2 separate regions of the Gossypium hirsutum genome follow, and region 2 is linked to region 1. A link is a contact called in public Hi-C data. All regions are on one chromosome and are shown on one strand. The core of a region is the stretch at or near the end of the contact, and the rest is flanking DNA. Distances in the headings are between cores, read along the strand shown. Region 1 holds the start of LOC107893917 (serine carboxypeptidase-like 40). Region 2 holds the start of LOC107893909 (methionine aminopeptidase 1A).

Region 1 (3,878 bases), core at 1,326-3,825:
AGAGACCATGGCTGATGCTAGGGAAGCTGCTGCATTATTAAGCTCCATAACCTCTCTCAGTATCTCACCTTTCTCTACTATAACGTCATAAATACATGAATCTACTAGGTTTAACGAAGCACTATTGGAGGTGGCAATCAATTGCTTGATCTCCAAGTATGGTTTAGCCTCTCCGACAAGGTAGCCAAAACAACGCCACATACCCAAAAGCCAATATTCTTTATTGCCATTAAAGCTTGACTACTAGCTTTTCCTTCCAGGGGCAGGAGCTGAAGTTGTTGTACTTGTCACCGTCTTCCCTGTCTTGCTGTCCTCTATAGTCCTTGCTTGAACCTTGAGGCTGAACTGCTTTGAGATGCTTGATCGCCAAAGAAGGTGAATTCTGGAGGAGGGTGAGAGCGAGAGCAAAGGAAAGGCGAGCGTGCGTCAGATGAGAAAGAGAGGAACTAACAGAGTTTAGAAGCTCCAGCAAATGGAAGCTGTAATTGAGATACTGGTGAAGAGAAATAACTTCCCAGCGGTTGACGGGGTAGCCTATGTCCACAACTAGCTTTGCCAATGTGGTGTTGATAAGTGATAGGAGCTCATAACATTGTTGAATCCATAAGAAGGACGAGATTTCTGATCCAGGTTTTAAATTCAAGGCAATTGGAAACATCAGATCGAAAAGCCCGTAGAGCAGCTGACAAAACATCTACCTCTGATTGTCGGTGGTGGTTCTCCAGCTTGGAGTATAATTTGGTAAGCTTTTCAACCAAAAGTAGCATTGCCTAATACAAAAACAACTTGACTGATGAGCTAAGAGGGTGGTAAGCTTTTATTTATTACCGCAAGAGAAGGGGTTTTGCTTAATTGCTTTAGCTGGACAGAAGAGGCGTGTGCTGCACTGCTTTCTGTACCATTGAAAATTCGAACCCAAGAAGGAGGAGGTATCAATTTTGGCGACGGCGTAATCAATGTGCTTAGAGTTCAATAAATATAAATTTTTATCCAACGCGGCTTTTGGGGTTGGAAGCAATCCTGGCTGAGGCTGGAAGGATGGAGGAAAGTGCAGTGCCGGCGCTATCAAGTATGCTTCTGAGATGCGCTTTTCTGCATATCCGGCTTCTCCTTATGATTTTATATTATGGTGTTCGTCGGCTAAAAGATGGTTGTGATTGGTTAAAGAAGGCCCATATTGACCCATGTTGAAGCTTCTGATCTGAAAAAGGCTTTAGAATAGGATTCAAATTGAATTTCCATGGAGTGAAGGCAGCCCAATAACATGGTACGGATGAGTGGCTACACTCCTGAGTCTGCTCTATTTTTTCACTCGTATATGGGAACAATCCTTTAGCCCATTTCCGAAGATATTAATCGAATCAAACCAATTGTTAGCTTAGATTGACATATGAATATTGCTTGGTATTGTTTCTATGAGGTGGGGATGGTCATTGTAGACACACTGGATAGGTTTTAGGACAGTTTGGATTTAAGAAAACTCCAAATTGGATCATGGGTATGAATCAAATACAAAAACAAAACAAAGCAAGTCTGAACAATATTGCAAGTGGGCAATTGGCAAGAAGGATTTGAAGTAGTACCAGCGAATCTGACTAATTTCGAGTTCATCCGGATTTTTCTTTTTGAAAATCTGGGCTCGAGGTGGGTCGGATTTTAGGTAAATTCGTTCCATTCCGTTGTGAGATATTTATAAAAATACTCTTAACTTTTAATAAATAAATATATTGAGTTTTAAGTCTAAACTCAAAAAAAATTAAATTTTATATGTTTCAAAAGAAAAACAAGCAAAATTATTTTTCTAAGTCAGGATCATATCGGCTGCCCTACCACGTTGTGATCCCTAAATAGGACGGCGTGTAGCTGTACAAAGAGGAGCTGCGATTGTAGAGAGGGAGTTTCAGCGGATGCTGCAATTTCATGCCCTTATTGCTACTGCCTACTCACTTTTGTTTTGCATATTATAAGAACAACAATTAGCAAAGTTAGAGAAGTAATTAGATAAAATCTCAAGTTTCCTAGTAACAATATAAAAAGAGAAGAATATATATATTTTGTACTGAATTACAATAATAAAGTAAAAAATTTGAACAATAAATACGATTACTGTAACTTGAATCCAAGACACACTTGATATAGTGAACACTCTTAATCATCGTGCCATCACATAAATATCAAAATTAATTACTATTATATTTGTACTGTATAACATCTATTACTTTATAATAAAAGAATATATGCAGGCTTTAATTTACATTTTGTCTCATTTATAATTATATTCTTCATCTACCTAGAATTCTCTCTCTATTTCCTTTTACTGTGTAAATTAATTAATAAATAAAATAAAGCAAATCATATCTACAAATTGTAACCCAAATTAACCTATATTAATTTTTGTAGAGGGTGCTTAACTAAAATTGCAATTACCAATAGATTATTATTTAATTAGTTTTTATTGTGGATCACATTTATTCAACTTAATCATGTGAACAAGTTTCAATCATGCTGCTCTTCCGTGTTCATTGATCGATTGACCATTTTTTTTTGTAATTACCCTCACATGGCATAACATGATTGTATGTATTGTTGCCTAAGCATCATGCCGTAGTTTGGATGAGATTACTATTTCTTTGAAAAAAAAAAACCTCAAACCTTGCTGGTTGTTGAAATCTTATTCATTTAAAACAATTATTCTTGGGCATTTGATATGATATAAAAACACCCACATTTGGATCTGAAACAATGAAAGCCCCGTCCTTGTCTTTCCAACAGAAAGTAAGCAATGGAGAAGAAATGTTATGTTGTTGTCCTTGTTGCTTTCTTCCTCATTGTTTCTTCATGTATGGTAGCTCCAAGCCATGGGAAGAAGCAAACAGAAGCTCTTGGCCATCTTTACGAGATCAAAATGAAGGGAAGTCATGTTCTTAATAAGAGTCCTTTCAAGGCAATTCACCACATAAACAAGAGCAGGATTCATGGACAAGAAGAAATGAAAGAGAAAGATAGAATTCCAAAGTTGCCTGGTCAACCTCATGTCCGATTTTCACAGTACGGTGGGTACGTAACAGTTGATAAAAAAGCAGGTCGTGCACTTTACTATTATTTCGTTGAGGCCCACCATTCTAAGGAGTCTTTGCCTCTTCTTCTTTGGCTTAATGGAGGTAGGCTCTGCATTGTCTTTTTATTTTGTTTAAAGCCCCCAATCATCTCTTCTTCAATTAATCTAGTTTTTTGGTTATCAACTTATCCTACATCTTATTTTTATGTCTCCATTAAATCAAATTACCTGCCTTTTTCTTTGTCACTCTCTTTAGTTCCTTGCTTAAACGAGGCCACATTCCTTATGTTGGAGCTAATTATTAATAACCATTGGATACTATTAATTAATCATGGAATGTGAAAATAAAAATAAAAATAAAAATTGCATGGTTCCTATTATAAAAGTAATATCTACATCTTCCTGGCCTGTTAACTACCAAGTTTTGCGGGGATGGCCGTGTACTGCAGTCCCTGTGGAGGATTTCTCGGCATGCATGTTTTACTAATTGTGGAATTAAATAAAAAGTTGAGTGTTCTAACAACATATCACACGGATCGATGTTTACATGACAACATGTATATATATTATTACCATATGTTGTCTTTTTTTTTCATTATTATGATAGTACAGTTTTTATGGAACCCCAAGTTGGCAGAATAAGTGATGGCCATGTTCTGTTTGAATTATTAGATTTTACTGTTGTTATCAGCTCTGAAGCACTTTGCTTGTAATTAAAACTAGATTTCAAAACTCTGGCATTTTAGAAAGAAAGAAGAAAAAAAGGTTTCAGTTTGACTTTATTTTATATGAAACACAGTGAAAGAGCAGTTTGATGATT
Region 2 (4,222 bases), core at 546-3,045, 170 kb after region 1:
TCCGCATAAACATCAAGCTGTGGCATTAAGGGTAAGTTCCGATCATTCTGTGTTCTACCGCTGTAGCATCAAGGGTTACCAAGACAGTCTCTTCCTCCACTCGCTGCGACAATTTTACCGAGACTGTCACATACACGGCACAATCGATTACATATTTGGTGACGCCTCGGCCGTGTTGCAAAACTGCGACATCTTTGTCAAAAGACCGATGGACCATCAATCCAACATGGTAACGGCACAAGGGAGAGACGATCCCAACGAGAACACAGGGATTTCAATCGTGGAATCCCGAGTGAGGCCAGCACCCGATTTCGATTCGGTCAAGCATTTGTTCAAGAGTTACTTAGGTAGGCCATGGAAGAAGTATTCAAGGACGGTGTTCATGAAGACGGACCTTGACGGTTTAATCGACCCCAAGGGATGGAATGAATGGAGCGGCAGCTTTGCGTTGTCAACGTTGTATTATGCGGAGTATAGGAACACAGGGAATGGTGCTTCGATCGGGAATCGAGTGAAGTGGCCCGGTTTTCATGTCTTCAACCGGGCCGAAGAGGCTAACCCTTTTACGGTGAATAGGTTCATACAAGGAGAGCTATGGATTCCAGAGACTGGTGTGCCTTTTAATTCAAGGCTTTAATTTAATGGTTTCTTATTGTAATGTTGTTAATGTTTTTGTGATGTGATAATAATGCCTTTAAAAGTTTTAATCTAAAAATTATAGCTAAAATATTTTATGGGTTAAATTGTATGTTATTTTAGTATTATTAATAAAAGTTTAAAAGATAATTGTGATTAATTAAGAGTTGAAGTTTAAATTAATTTTTATATTTTTTATATAAAGCTAAAATATGATTTGTAGTAAATACTTGTGAAATTAAATAACTTAAATATAGTATAAATATAAATAGATACTCAAGACTCGATAGCTTTGTCAAGCATGTGATTTTTTAAAATTTGAAGAAATTACAAGATACTTTTACTATTTTGGGGTTAAGACTATCACCTATCCCTTGTTGCAGGATCAATAAACTAGTCACTATACTTACCAATATAATCAAATGAGCAACCGATAATAGTGTCTCTAAGTAAACTCTAATGTTCCTAAAGTTTATTATATATCTCGTAGAATCTTCTAGCCTCTAAACCCAATCTATTTTCCTATATAAGCCATCTTCGAATTCAATTTATCAAACACAATCGAAACATTTTCTCTAAAAAATAATTTAATCTAACTAAATTACTAGTAAATTTACGTTTTAGTTACTTTAATTTTAAAAAAATTACAAAATGGTCAGTGAATCACTCAAAAGTTTTCTTTAAGTCACTGTGTTGTTAAGTTCTTTTTTTTAAGTCTAACTTGTGAGTTTCAAGCGACGATTTAACGATTAATACGATGGATTAATGCTCATCGATGAGTAGAAGAACATACTTTAAATCCATGTCAATCTGATGATCAGAAAAAAATTTTATTTGAATTTTAGTTTGCAAATTTGTAACGTTCAAACAATATAAAAAACAACAGAACTATATAAAAAAAAGGAGAATGGGAGCTTTCTATTGGTGCAGATGGTGCAAACAGATAATGCCATACAATAATAATTTTAACAATCTAGTGACTTATAAAAAACTTTTAAATAATTTAGTGACTATTTTATAACCAATTTAAGTGTCCAAAACGTTAATGTACCCAAAACAAAAATAGAAAAGCCGAAGATGCAAGATAAGCCCAAAAGCTATGAATATTCAAAGCCCTAGTTCCAAATAAAAAGATTTAAAATTCCAAAAGCCCTAAAAGACTAGAGCTTTATCTTCCTTGAGCCGACAATTAGGTTTTTTTTAAGACAAGATTGTACATTTTGGGCTGAAATTTCAATTTTCTAACTCTTTCATTGTCAATCGTAATTTAAGTTAAAAATCGCTGGCAGATAAATAGATTGGGGAGAAATTTTATTAAGTTTTTAGGGATTTGTTAGTGGAACCCAGATTATTTATTACTATAAAAGTTTAACCCTAATTTTCTCAATAAAAAAATTCCCCAATTTATTTTTTCAATCACAGACAATTCAGTAATAGTTTATTGGTTCTTTCCTTTTAATTTATTTTTGAATTGAACCGGGTGGTTCAATCTTATACATAAGGTCCAATGGCTGGTGGCTCTGATGCGGCGGAGACGCTTTCATGTGCTCGTTGTAGCAATCCTGCTAGCCTTCAGTATGTTATTGTTTTCGCTTTAAGATATTATCATTTTTAGAATATCAAATTTTTTGGTGTAATTAACATTGGGTAGCTTTCAAATTTGTGAGATATTTTGAATTAGCTTGTAATTGGTTTATAGTGTTTTTTTTTTAAATTATTTTGAGCATAAAAAAATGTGAATTGAGCTGTATTTGGTTAATAGTGATGAACTTTACAATTAAGCTGAATCCTTTTGTTAATGATATAGCTTATTGTCTGTAGGTGTCCTAAGTGTGTGCAGTTAAAGCTTCCTCGTGAAGGTGCTGCCTTCTGGTATGTATATCTTTTTCTTGTAGATTTTTATTTAGTCGCTGTACTTTTCAAAAATTAAAATTTCTGTCTGATAACTGTTAAATTTATTAAGTTATGCTATTTTCAAAATTTGATGAGGCAAACATATTATGGTATATTAAATATTGTGTTAGCTTTACTATTTCCACATAGTACTCTTTAAAAATCCAGTTAGTGAATTAACTATTATCATTTATGTTAGTATTAAAATGTCAAAATTCAAAAAGTATAGGGACTTAAATGATCCAATTGGAGAATATGAATTAAATCTACAAACCTATACATAATACAGTACTAGCAATTGAATTTATCCAAATAGATTTAAGTGTTACTGTTTGGGTAAGGACTAGACTAAAATTGACTAATTTGAACATCAAATTGAAGTAGGGACGAAATCCTCAAATTTCACAAAGTATAGGGACTAATAGAAGAATGTAACCCTTTTCTTCTTTAATGGTGTTGTTTTTATTGACAGCACTCAGGATTGTTTCAAGGCTTCTTGGAGCTCACACAAGTCAGTTCATTTGAAGGCAAAGCTGTCTTCACTTGGTACAGATGGTGCTGGTGGACAAAACTCTGATTTAGCTAGTGAGGGTTGGCTATATTGCTTGAGGAAAGGACAAAGTCGGACTCCGAAACTTCCTCCTTTTAATTGGACAGGGTACTTGTCTAAGATTGTAGTCCCTCTTTTACACTTTCTTTTTAAGTTTGGGTCCTTGTTATTTCTGATTTTTATTATTATCTTTGTTGTTCAGGTCACTTAGACCATATCCCATATCTGTCAAGCGTAATGTACCTGCTCACATTGATAAGCCTGATTGGGCTAATGATGTGAGTATTTGGAAATCAGTTCGTGTATATGGAATACTTATTAGCAATTGAGTGGGAAATTTGTTGATGACCGACCTATTCATGAACAACTAACCTTATTTTCTCTCTTCTTTCGTGTTGATTTTGCATTTCTAAGATATTTTTGTTGTCCTTTCATATGCAGGGAGTTCCAAAGGTTGAGCCGAACAGTGATTGGCAACATCGTGTTGAGGTAAGTTTATGCGAGTGAAATCTCTTCTTAAGCCTTAGAGAACAAATAATATATACTTTATATGCTCCTTATGACTTTATCTTCTTCTTTTTTTTCTTATTAACTTTTGGTGTGTCTGTATGAAGATCAAGACTCCTGATCAAATTGAGAGAATGCGAGAAACATGTCGTGTAAGTTCCATCTTCCACTTGATTTTGTTTTTTGATTCACAGCCCTTTGTTCAATTTTTAGTTATATCCAACTTTCTTTGGAATTGATTTTTAATTTTTCTCGAGTTGTTTCAAGATCTCTTGGTATTTAAATCTCTATTGCTAGATTGCAAGGGAGGTTTTGGATGCAGCTGCTCGAATGATCCGTCCTGGTGTAACAACAGATGAAATTGATCGAGTGGTTCATGAGGCTACTGTTGCTGCAGGTTGGAATGAACTTTCATTTTGCTGCATGTATTTGTGATTGTGCATCTATCTGGTTTCACTTTATATGTAATCTCTCATGCAGGAGCTTATCCATCACCTCTCAATTATCATTTCTTCCCAAAGTCTTGTTGCACGTAAGTTCTTCTATATATATCTGTTGAATTTCTGGATATTATTCTATTGATGGTAGAAATACCATGGAGGCCCCTGTACTAGGAGTCGGATTGTATTTTGCCCC

Evidence for each region. Hi-C and Micro-C count contacts between places; a contact is called where the count stands out from the background.
Region 2: a Hi-C map of leaf shows a contact between it and region 1, with 2.3 times the contacts expected there. The contact joins the promoter of LOC107893909 here to the promoter of LOC107893917 in region 1. A contact is called at or near these places in 10 of 34 Hi-C or Micro-C datasets (anther and leaf).

Annotation. Positions count from the first base shown.
Region 1 is chrA12:78,697,717-78,701,594 of Gossypium_hirsutum_v2.1, forward strand. LOC107893917 (serine carboxypeptidase-like 40) reads left to right here and starts at 2,576. Exons shown (of 7, transcript XM_016819063.2): 1 at 2,576-3,161. The coding sequence starts at 2,783.
Region 2 is chrA12:78,868,488-78,872,709 of Gossypium_hirsutum_v2.1, forward strand. It overlaps LOC107893909 (methionine aminopeptidase 1A), which reads left to right and starts at 1,796. Exons shown (of 16, transcript XM_016819055.2): 1 at 1,796-2,211; 2 at 2,458-2,508; 3 at 3,002-3,187; 4 at 3,282-3,357; 5 at 3,521-3,568; 6 at 3,694-3,738; 7 at 3,884-3,983; 8 at 4,067-4,118. The coding sequence starts at 2,144. It overlaps LOC107893911 (probable pectinesterase/pectinesterase inhibitor 36), which reads left to right. Exons shown (of 3, transcript XM_016819056.2): 3 at 1-753. The coding sequence ends at 637.